3 separate regions of the Sus scrofa genome follow, and regions 1 and 3 are each linked to region 2. A link is a contact called in public HiChIP or PLAC-seq data. All regions are on one chromosome and are shown on one strand. Each heading gives the region's core, a stretch centred on a gene start, on an enhancer-like site or on the middle of the called end of the contact. The rest is flanking DNA. Distances are from core to core; before and after follow the strand shown. Region 1 overlaps ANKRD55 (ankyrin repeat domain-containing protein 55). Region 2 overlaps MAP3K1 (mitogen-activated protein kinase kinase kinase 1). Region 3 overlaps ANKRD55 (ankyrin repeat domain-containing protein 55).

Region 1 (3,481 bases), core at 42-2,541, 540 kb before region 2:
CTCAGCCACAAATAAGGATGATTGTACCGGTTGTCCCAAGGGATTCGGCTCTATTTCTCAAGCCTTTTGTGTGTGTGCTGAGAAACCCTAGGGTGAAATGTCACTTCCCTAGAGAGTTAGGGGCTCTTTCAGCACAACAAAGTAGCCTCATCTCACACTGGGTCTGAGCCTTACCCTGGGGTCCCTCTGCTGGCCATGAGAAACAAGAGCAGAAAGCAGTTCTTTGGGGTAAGAAACCCTGAATTTGTCTTTGAAGGTAATACATAGAGAGAGAAGAACATTCCTGTTCAATAGGGGCAGCTGTACTTGGGTTAAGCAATAAAATGGGGAGAAGAGACTAAGCTCACAATAACAATGTAAGTTTCCCTCCACAAAGAGGATTAACAATTGGATTCAGGTCTCAGTCCAAAAATAAAAATTTAATGCAGAGTATTGGGGAAAAAAATCTCCTTTGAGGAATACCTGTAATGTACAACTGTAGTTTTGTTTTCAGGACAAGGTCAGCCATCAGTGGAGACTGCTCAGTCTGCTCGCATAAACCCACTGGATAGCGTGCTCCTCACCTATAAGCACTCCACCTCTCCACCAGCCTGCTTCAGTCTAGTCTAATTCACGAGTCAGGTTACCAAGGTACTGTGGTGAGAGGTACCATAGAAATACCAAAGTGAATGGATGGAATCAGAGACTCAAGAGTGCTCAATAGATGCAACATCCTGATTATGGACTGGGCTTTGTGGCCTGCTGGCCCGGGGTTTTGTTAACTGCCCTGGCTTCCTACAGAGATTTAGGGCCTGGCCTCTGCCTGCTTTGTTGCTGTGGCTGGTGTTTATGGTCCCTTTTGTGTCAGAGGGACCACAAGAAAGCATGGGCTCAGGTACTGACCCAGAATAGGTAAAAGAAGGGCTTCTTAGTAACAGAGAAGCAAAGTCTAGGGTTTGTCACCAAAAGGACCAGAACAAGATAAATCAAAACCAACCACACAAGTAACAACTTCAAACCCTCTCTTGGTTCATCTTCTGATCAAGTGAAATGAAATTTATACACGATTTAATGACACTAGACATATCTACCACTCCAGAGGGGAAATAGATGAAGAGTTTAAATTTTTTAATATCAATAAGAAATAGATGGTACCTGGTAGGAAATTCTGACAATACAACAAAAAAGGAATTAGTAAGGCAGCCCCTGAAGAGGATATATGTACAGTTAGGAAAAGGGCAGGGCTCTGAAGGGGCCTTGGCCACACCCGAGATGCAACACATCCCGGCAGCCAGTGGGGGTCAGAGGTGCTCTATGTCTTAGAGAGAGTCTGGCTGTGTCTACTGTTCAGCACCTTTAACCCCAAGACCTATACATCCTGTTAATAGGAACCCAGCTGGAATGCCCCTGAAGTCTGCACTTCTTTCCAGGAAGAAAAGCACCATAAAAACAGGGCAGCTCATCTCAGATGCTTTACCATAAAGGTTTGTTTTGACTTCAAAACAATTTGCATGTTTTATATTTTCCTGCATTTGCTCTTTTCCCATTCCACTTGCTTCCAGTAATAACTCTGTAGTCATGGAGAAAGGGCAATCATCTCTCTCAAAATCAAGCCTATGGATACTCTGAAACAAGGACTCTAGTCAAGTTTCCTGACATTTGTCTCTTTTAAGTCACTGGAAATTTGAAGACAATGCTTATAAGGCGGTAGATAGGTCTAACTCGTTTGTGGATGTACGCAGGCATCCAGGCTGGAGGTGCTCACAAAAGCTCATGAGAGCCAATCATGTGCCTCTCTTCCAACCATCTAGTAAGTGATGTTATGGTGGTAGTGAGACACTGGCCATGGTAGGAGTACTTACATCAGAGATATGAGCAAATGCTGCACATCAGGGCTCTTTTTTTCTCCGCTTGAAGTGATTCTGTTCACTTATTTTTTTCTAATTATTATTATTTTTAATGCAAGTATAGTTGATTTATAATATTGTTATTTTTAGACATTCAGCATAGTGATTCAGTTTTTTGTCTGATTATACTTCATTAGAGGTTATTACAAGATAATGAATGTAATTTCTTACACCATATAGTAAATTTTTGCTGCTTATCTATTTTATGTATAGTAGTTTGTATCTGTTAATCCCATACTCCTAATTTGTCCCTCCCCTCTCTCCTTCTCCTCTTTGGTAACTGTAAGTTTGTATGTCTGTGAATCTGCTTCTGTTTTGTATACAGATTCATTTGTATTATTTTTTAGATTTCATATATCTATCATATAGTATTTGTCTTTTCCCGTCTTTCTTCATTAAGTATAATAGGTCCATACATGTTGCTGAAAATGGCATTATTTCACTCTTTTTTAGGGCTGAGCAATTCTATTGTACCATAGGACCACATTTTCTTAAACCAATCATCTGTTGATGGGAACTTAGGTAATTTCCATGTCCTGGCTATTGTAAATAGTGAATAATGGGGTGCATGTATCTTTTCAAATTAGAGGGTTTTTTTGTTTTTTGTTTTTTTTTCCCTGAATATATATCCAGGAGTGGGCTTGCTGGATCACATGGTAGTTCTTTTTTTTTTTTTTTTTTTTTTTTCAGCTGTACCCATGGAATATGTAAGTTCCCAGGCCAGGGATCAAATCTCAGCCATAGCTATGACTGACGCAGCAGCTGCAGCAATGCTGAATCTTTAACTCACTGTGCCACACTGGGAACTCCAGTAGTTCTATTTTCAGTTTTTTAAGGAACCTTCACTCGGTTTCCCATAGTGGTCACCATTGTACATTCTCACCAACAGTGTACGAGGGTTCCCTCAGGGCTCTTTATTCTAGAAAGCAGCTTTGTTAAACATATAACCATACCAATGGATACAGGATAAGTTTAAAAGTAAAACGTTTAGGGGAGTTCCCGTGGTGGCGCAGTGGTTAGCGAATCCGACTAGGAACCATGAGGTTGAGGGTTCGATCCCTGCCCTTGCTCAGTGGGTTAATGATCCGGCGTTGCCGTGAGCTGTGGTGTAGGTTGCAGACGCGGCTCGGATCCCGCGTTGTTGTGGCTCTGGTGTAGGCCGGTGGCTACAGCTCCGATTCGACCCCTAGCCTGGGAACCTCCATATGCCGAGGGAGTGGCCTAAGAAATAGCAAAAAGACAAAAAAAAAAAAAAAAAAAGTTTAGGGAAATACACTCAATATTTTTTAATATGGAGGAAAATCTGAAAAGGGATATTCAGATTATATATATATATATATATATATATATATATATACATACATATATATATGAATCACTGCACTATATACCACAACTAACACAACATTGTAAATCAACTATACTTCAATAAAAAAATAAACTGAAAAAGTAAATCATTTGGTACATTCACATTCAGGTCAGAATGCATGTAAGGAAAAGGAAAAGGAACAATGTTTGGTTGGCCAGGTGGATCTTCCAGTATGAACTATTGCAGAAACTACAGTGAACAATTCCATAAAGCTGTTTTTCCTATC
Region 2 (3,735 bases), core at 408-2,907:
GGGTCCTTAGGCAGGTTCCTTAATCTTTCTGCAAGAGTTTCTTTGCCTGCCCAACAGAGACAGTGTGTCTTACCTTGTAGGCTTTTGTGAAACTTGGAACTACTTGTATGGATGGCACCTAGCGTAGTACCCAGTACAGAGGAGGCTTCATAAAGAGTAGCAGCAGCAGGAGTTCTCATTGTGGCTCAGCAGAAACGAATCTGACTAGCATTCTTGAGGACACAGGCTTGATCCCTGGCCCCAACTCCATGGGTATAGTAAAGACTACTGAATAGTACACTTTAAATGGGTGAATTGTATGGTCTGTGAATTATATCCCAATAAAGTTGTTTCCTATACCACCACTAGAATACTTTTCTTGTGAAAGACAAAAAAAAAAAAAAAAAAAAAAAAACTTGAGAACTAATTTACACTGTAGAAAAGCTGCCAAAGGTTAAGAATTTACAGATAAATTTACCATAAAATGCTGAATAAGAAAACGTGACCTGGGAGTAAAAGATACATCCTATTTGGAGTTCTGCTGTGGCTCGGTGGTAATGAACCTGACTAGTATCCATGAGGACACGGGTTCGATCCCTGGCCTTGCTCAGTGGATTAAGGAACCGGCATTGCTATAGGCTTCGGTGTAGGTTGTAGACGAGGCTCAGAACCCCTGTTGCTCTGGCTGTGGTGTAGGCTGGTGGCTATAGCTCCAGTTCGACCACTAGCCTGGGAACTGTCATATGCTATGGGGGCAGCCCTAAAAAGACAAAAACAAAACAAAAAAGAGTAGCAGCAGCAGCATAAATACTGATAGTAGTAGTTGCAGTAGTTATGTTTATTTTGTGCTTCCCATATACTTGGCACTGTTTTAGTGCTTCATCCACCATGTTCGTTCATTTTAAAACTATGAGATGACCTTGCTGTTCAGTGGGAAAATTAAAAAATAAATAAATAAAATAAATAAATAAATAAAACTATGAGATGAGAACTATATGCAAAGGGCTTAAAACAGTGAAAGACACATAGACTATGTACACCATAAATACTGGCTATTATCTGCATTTTACACAGGAAGAAATTAGGGGGGTGAACTTCCTTGTAAGGATTTTACCTATAAACTTATTTTAATCCTAATAGCAACTCTGTTTGGTAGGAATTATTATCCCTTTTACAGTGAGGAAGTTGAGATACAGAGAGGTTAAATAACTTGGGCAAAGCCATATAGCTAGTAGGTGTCAGACCTTGGATTTGAACCCAAGCCTTCTAGCTGTAGAACTCATGCCATTGTTCACTGCTGTATGTCTTGTGATGATGTTCGTGGTATGGCTTCTTTATCTATCCTCTCCTAGAAGCATAGCTTTCAGGTTATGTCATCTCTGTTGAATAAGAAGCCCTTTTGATTTTGTCGTGTATACAACTGAGACTTTACTGGTTTTGGTGGCTATTAGCCAGTAAGTGTCCCTAATAGACCCTCCCCCCATACTTTCTAAGTTCCCCCATGTGGGCCTGGTATGTGCCAGTGAATGAATTTGGTCAGTTCCTTGTAGCCATCTCTGTGCAGCACTGGTTCCTCACCCATCACCCTCACTTCCTTCAGCCACATTGGTCTCACTGCCTCTGCTGTGCACTGCTTCTGCCCTGACCTACTTCCCACCAGTCATTGCCAGGAGCACTGTCATCCGTGCTGAGAACACACGAGTGCTCCCACTGTGCCAGAGCTCCATGGGTTTGCAGTGAAGGGAGGACCATGCACCAGGTTCCTTTTTTAGTTCATATTCTCGGGCTTTCCTCTAGGCATAGAGAGATTTGTAGAGAAAATGACTTGTCAGGGGTTTTTTTGGTTTTCGTTTATGAGTCTTTTTTTTTTTTTTTTTTTTCCCACTGATGTCTTTGTGTTTATCCCAGACCAAAGTCCTTGGCAGAGAGTGAGTGGACTAGGCAGGAGCAAATCTTAGTGACACTCTCTGGCCTCTGTTGTGGTTAGATTGGACCACGTTTGAATGTCTCACACCCACTTCTCTTAGGATGAATTCGTACCAGGTGAATTTACCCATCTCTAGCTGGCTGTCAGGTTATCTTTTTCCCTCATATTTTGATTCTTGGAGCTTTAGTTGCACTGAACACAGTTCCTGAATTTTATGATAGCTTAAGAAGTCTTAAATAGTAAGACATTAAAATAGCTGATGTTCATCTTCTCTGGATTTTTCTTTTCAGATCTCTTGTCTAATTTGAGTCAGAAAGTTCTATAGAGATGATCCAGTACAGACTGCTTACGGTATCTTCTAAGAACCACTACTCTATTAAAGGTGTTTTGCTAAAAAAGGACTTCTGTGCCAAATAAGCGTGAGGAGTGCTGCATACCTTCTGGTTTAACACCCCCCCCCACCCCCAGCCCCTGCAAAGTATGCTGCACACAGGTCTTTGAATAAGCTTGTTATAACTTTGGTGTTTCCTGAACAGCAGAATCATAAACTGTTTAGTATTCTATAGAATGTTGTTTTCATCAAAGCTGGTCAAGAAAATTTTTCAGCCTTCATCTGCTCTTTGCTTATCAGTTCTGTTCGTTCCTTTAAAATTATTTAGGCATCATCTTCTCTGTAGATCTTTCTAGGACTTCCCTAAATGAAATTAAGGAGGGAAATCCACTCCATACTTGCAACCCTTTATGATATATCAAAATACTTTTATTATAGCAGAACTGGCATCTGTTTTCGCTGTTCTGCTAGACTCAGTGCCTAGAGAAACAGAGATCTTGTTTTATCTTTTCTTTATCCCACTTTGTATTTATATCTGTTGCCTAGCCCCGAGCTTACACATACTAGGCATGCCAGCAGTCAGTCATTGAACACAGTGGTTTTCTAGCATTAAAAGCATGGAGAAGAAAAGCTAAGTTTGTCAGGAAGTCATTCTTCCTCATTATGAGCATCCCAGTTAACATGACTTTCCACCAGCTAGAAGGAAGTACTATAGAAATAGTACTAGCTGTTCTACTGGGTTTGCAAGAAATCATTTTCCTAGCAAAGTCTGTAAGAGGGCTTTGTGCTCTTAATTCAGCCCTATATGCCTTCTTCTCCATTCATCTGGGAATATTAAAAACAATCCCAGGGATTTTATTAACATAGAAGGTACTCAGAATGTTACATTTTAAACTTTAAACCACTTTCTTAAACTAGGGGAGGGAAAATATATAGTTAACAGACCACTTTCCTGTTATGAGCTTTGTTCATTTAATCTTTTGGAATACTGAGACTGAGCTGCCACATTTCTTTCAAAATAATTCACTTGGTAAAAATGTAGTCACACACCCATTGGAAAGGTTTCAGAGAAAAACATACATCAGAACCCCCACAACATTGACTTGGGATCTTGATGAAAGCGAAGGTGGTGAAGGAGCAGACATCTTTTCCCCCTGGAATACCTGCTCTGTATCATGAATTATGTATCACTGTGTATCTTAATTATGTATCATTATGCCCTTAGAAGTACCAGAACAGGACACATTGCTTTGCTGAAAACTGACCCACAGCAGTAGTGTAGGGAGTTCCAGTCTACCTCTAATGCAGCATAAAAGGTCACGTACATCTCTGCATCAGTTTTCTTTTACACATGGCCAACCCTGCATTTGTCAAGTAGCAGGAGAGGGGAATTCTTAAAAGGAAATACACATTTAGCCAAATACTGTAAAAAATAAGCATCCTTTTCCTTGCTTACTTATCTATATTCAACAATTAAGGAAGAGGATGCGCATACGTC
Region 3 (3,415 bases), core at 781-3,280, 620 kb before region 2:
ATTGAGGGGTGGACAAAGTTGGATGTCTATAAGAGGAATTTAGGGTGTGAATAACTGAATTTGCTCTCTTTCTAATTAGTCTCACTGTGGGTGATGAGAGTAGGAGTTGGGAATGGAAGAAGTGGTTGGCAAATTGCCCAAAGTCTAGAAGTTCATGATTAATTGACATAAACTGTGAGCCCTCAAGCTCCCTGCTTTCACACCATTGAGTGATTGGAGTGTGCCTTCTCATCTCTGGTTCTCATTTTTAAAGCAGAAGTTTAAAACTGCGATACTCTCTCATCTGGGGTTCTGCTTTAAACCACTGAAGACATGGGAGTGGAAGAAGTCCAATATCAGGTCTAGGTTGTGAAGTAGGGGCTTTTTGGCGTGGTCATTAGTGTCAAGTTAGTGGGAAAGAAGCCTTTGATCAGGAGACTCAAGAAAGAAGAGGGAGGGAGTTCCCGTCGGTGTTGGTTGCAGACATGGCTTGGATCCTGCGTTGCTGTGGTGTAGGCCAGAAGCTGCAGCTCCGATTCGACTCCTAGCCTGGGAACCTCCATATGCCTACATGCCGAGGGTGAGGCCCTAAAAAGACTAAAAAAGAAGAAGAAAGAAGAGGGACAGGACAAAGTTGGAGTGGGAGGCCCAGCCCCAGTTCGGGGGTCTCCTCTGGTCTTGTCTGTGGCCAGCTGGCCTCCTTGAAAGCAGTGTTATCTTGGGGCATATGCGTTTTCAGTGCTATCAGACTTTCTTAACGTAACCAGACATTCTTTGTGAAGTGCAGCCAAACCAAGCTTACATTTATAAAAAATTCCATTATAAACCAGGTATTTATATCAGTTTTAAAAAAGCTTATTAAAGAAATCAGGCTGGCTAATGAAAATCAGACCTGCTCCGGGAGTTCCCATCGTGGCGCAGTGGTTAACGAATCCGACTAGGAACCATGAGGTTGCGGGTTCGATCCCTGCCGTTGCTGAGTGGGTTAACGATCTGGTGTTACCCTGAGCTGTGGTGTAGGTTTCAGACGCGGCTCGGATCCTGCGTTGCTGTGGCTCTGGTGTAGGCTGGTAGCTACAGCTCCGATTCAACCCCTAGCCTGGGAACCTCCATATGCCACAGGAGCGGCCCAAGAAATGGCAAAAAAAAAAAGACAAAAAAAAAAAAAAAAAAGAAAATCAGACCTGCTTTTTTTTTTTTTTTTTTTTTTCTTTTCTTTTTCTTTTTTTGTCTTTTTGCTTTTTAGGGCTACACCCACGGCATATGGAGGTTCCCAGGCTAGGGGTCGAATCAGAGCTGTAGCCACTGGCCTACGCCAGAGCCACAGCAACATGGGATTCCAGCCACGTCTGCAACCTACACCACAGCTCACGGAAATGCCAGATCCCCAACCCACTGAGCAAGGCCAGGGATTGAACCTGCAACCTCATGGTTCTTAGTCGGATTCGTTAACCACTGAGCTGTAATGGGAACTCCCAGACCTGGTTTTTAAAGAGTTAAGTAGATACAAGATCCTGAGCTACTCTGGGCAGTCCTGCCTGATCTGATCCACCCTCCTTCAGGAACTTTGTTGAGAGTACTCCGCTGCCTTTTTGGAAGCCTTGTGCAGGATTGCCTTGCAACACAAGGGAAACATCAGTTGTGACCACTGGCATTAATAATGCGGTTTCTGGATTAGGGAGCCTAGAATTATTATCTATCTGCCATCTTTCACTCAGAGAGAGAGCATCAGCAGCCAATGAAGTTTCTAGTTCTCGAGAAGACAGGAAAGAGCAATATCTATTTCTCAATGTCCAAAGGGAAATTACAAAATTTCAGTGGTATGATAAATGCTTAAGTACTTAATGCAATAAATCCTTCTCTATTAAAAGCTCCCCACACCCACAGTGGGATAAATTTCTGCCTGAGGAATAATTGTGGAGACACAGGCTTCCCTCTCAGGGTAGGAACACAAAACTGCTCCATTCCATCTTGTGAGAGGAAGCTCCATAGTTCAGAAAAGCCCTTCTTCCCATCCCAACACGCACAATGGCCAACTGTTCCTTGAGAGGGCAGGCTTACCTCATTGTCCTGGTGATTAATCTCACTGAGATTTGACTGTTGTACCAAGACTGTTAGGAGCCTGTAAAGAAAAACAGGAGAAGTAGCTCAAAAGAACAGAATCTGTATGAGAATACAACTAGAAATACAGTCTGTTGAAGGCCTCTGAATCAACACAGCCCTTTGCATTTACTAAGGGAAAAACCATGGAAAAGAAGCCAGCATGAAAGGTAAAAAGACACAAGAAGGCGTGTGGGAGGAAGGCTTCTGTCTCTTTTCCCACTTAGTGCTCCTGGAGGGGCCAAAGGGATCGGAGAGAGTGAATCCTCAGGCTTATCTTGTTCACCAGACTTGAATCTCTTTGTGTTCACTCTAAGAAGCAAGGTCCTCCAGGGCTTACTCTTTATTCATTTTATATAAACTTACAGAGTGCTTTCATATTGCTTCACCACTAGGTATGTGTGTCATGATTTCTAAATGTGTTAAGTTATACCAGGATGCAGTCAGCCTTTACAACGTTGCTGATTCTTTCAAAAACATACAAATATCTAAGCATGCAATGACAGGAATCAGTGTGGAACAGTTGTCAGTGATTCTCAGCTTCCAGTTCTTATTCCACTTGGGTCGCATAGTTGGTTGACTGAGGTCAACACACCATCTGTGAGAGAGAAGCAGTTGAGTGTAGTGGTCAGGAGCCCAGACACAGGAGCTGGACTGCCTGGGTTCACATCCCATCCCTATCGCTGACCAACTCTGTGACTGCAGGCAAGGAACTTAACTTCTGTGCCTATGTGTCCTCATTTGTAAAAGAGGAATAATACAAAGTTCCTACCTTATAGCTCAGTATGAAGATTAAAGGAGTTAATATGCATGTGGCATTTAAAGCATATCTGGAACACAGTAAGTGTTACTTCTAGAATACTTAACCCAGAAGTTTTAACCCTGGCTCCACCTCAGAATACCCCGGGGAGATTTTTTTTTTAAAAACCACAAATACCTGGGCTCTATATTCAGGGTTTCTGACTCAAGAGGTCTGGAGAGAAGTCCAATTTCTACAGTTTAAATAAGCTGTTCAGGAAATTCTGGTAAACAGTCAGATTTAGGAACCACCAAGAAAGGCGCTAAATGAATTAATCAATGGAAACACATTGTTATAGGCAGATGTATCCCCTCAAATTTGTATGTTGAAGTTCTAGCCCCTGTGTGCCTCAGAATGTGATTATATTTGTAGACAGAACCTTTAAAAAGGAAATTAAGTTAAAATGAAGGATTAGGGTAGGCTCTAATTCAATTTGACTGGTGTTTTCCTAAGAAGAGGCGATTATAAGAGTTCCTGTTGTGGCTCATCGGAAATGAATCTGACTGGCATCCATGAGGTATCATGTTCGATCCCTGG

What was found. HiChIP or PLAC-seq counts read pairs in DNA pulled down with a chosen protein or histone mark.
Region 1: an H3K27ac HiChIP or PLAC-seq map of alveolar macrophages shows a contact between it and region 2. The contact joins two enhancer-like sites. A contact is called at or near these places in 1 of 5 promoter capture datasets (liver), 23 of 47 Hi-C or Micro-C datasets (adipocytes, alveolar macrophages, brain and 13 more) and 2 of 2 datasets of contacts at active chromatin or transcription factors (alveolar macrophages and skeletal muscle).
Region 3: an H3K27ac HiChIP or PLAC-seq map of alveolar macrophages shows a contact between it and region 2. The contact joins two enhancer-like sites. A contact is called at or near these places in 2 of 2 datasets of contacts at active chromatin or transcription factors (alveolar macrophages and skeletal muscle).

The regions. Positions count from the first base shown.
Region 1 is chr16:35,362,265-35,365,745 of Sscrofa11.1, forward strand. The region is part of intron 4 of ANKRD55 (ankyrin repeat domain-containing protein 55); the gene reads right to left. Among named protein-coding and RNA genes, the nearest start is that of IL6ST, 210 kb to the left of the region's middle. Within about 2 kb of position 1,292, at least 5 of the 83 cell types and tissues checked have an H3K27ac peak or open chromatin away from gene starts, as enhancers often do.
Region 2 is chr16:35,898,609-35,902,343 of Sscrofa11.1, forward strand. All of the region lies in intron 1 of MAP3K1 (mitogen-activated protein kinase kinase kinase 1), which reads left to right. Among named protein-coding and RNA genes, the nearest start is that of MAP3K1, 28 kb to the left of the region's middle. Within about 2 kb of position 1,658, at least 14 of the 83 cell types and tissues checked have an H3K27ac peak or open chromatin away from gene starts, as enhancers often do. A contact at or near this core is called in alveolar macrophages, where this site is marked.
Region 3 is chr16:35,279,066-35,282,480 of Sscrofa11.1, forward strand. It overlaps ANKRD55 (ankyrin repeat domain-containing protein 55), which reads right to left. Exons shown (of 15, transcript XM_021076744.1): 9 at 2,041-2,101. Among named protein-coding and RNA genes, the nearest start is that of IL6ST, 130 kb to the left of the region's middle. Within about 2 kb of position 2,031, at least 9 of the 83 cell types and tissues checked have an H3K27ac peak or open chromatin away from gene starts, as enhancers often do. A contact at or near this core is called in alveolar macrophages, where this site is marked.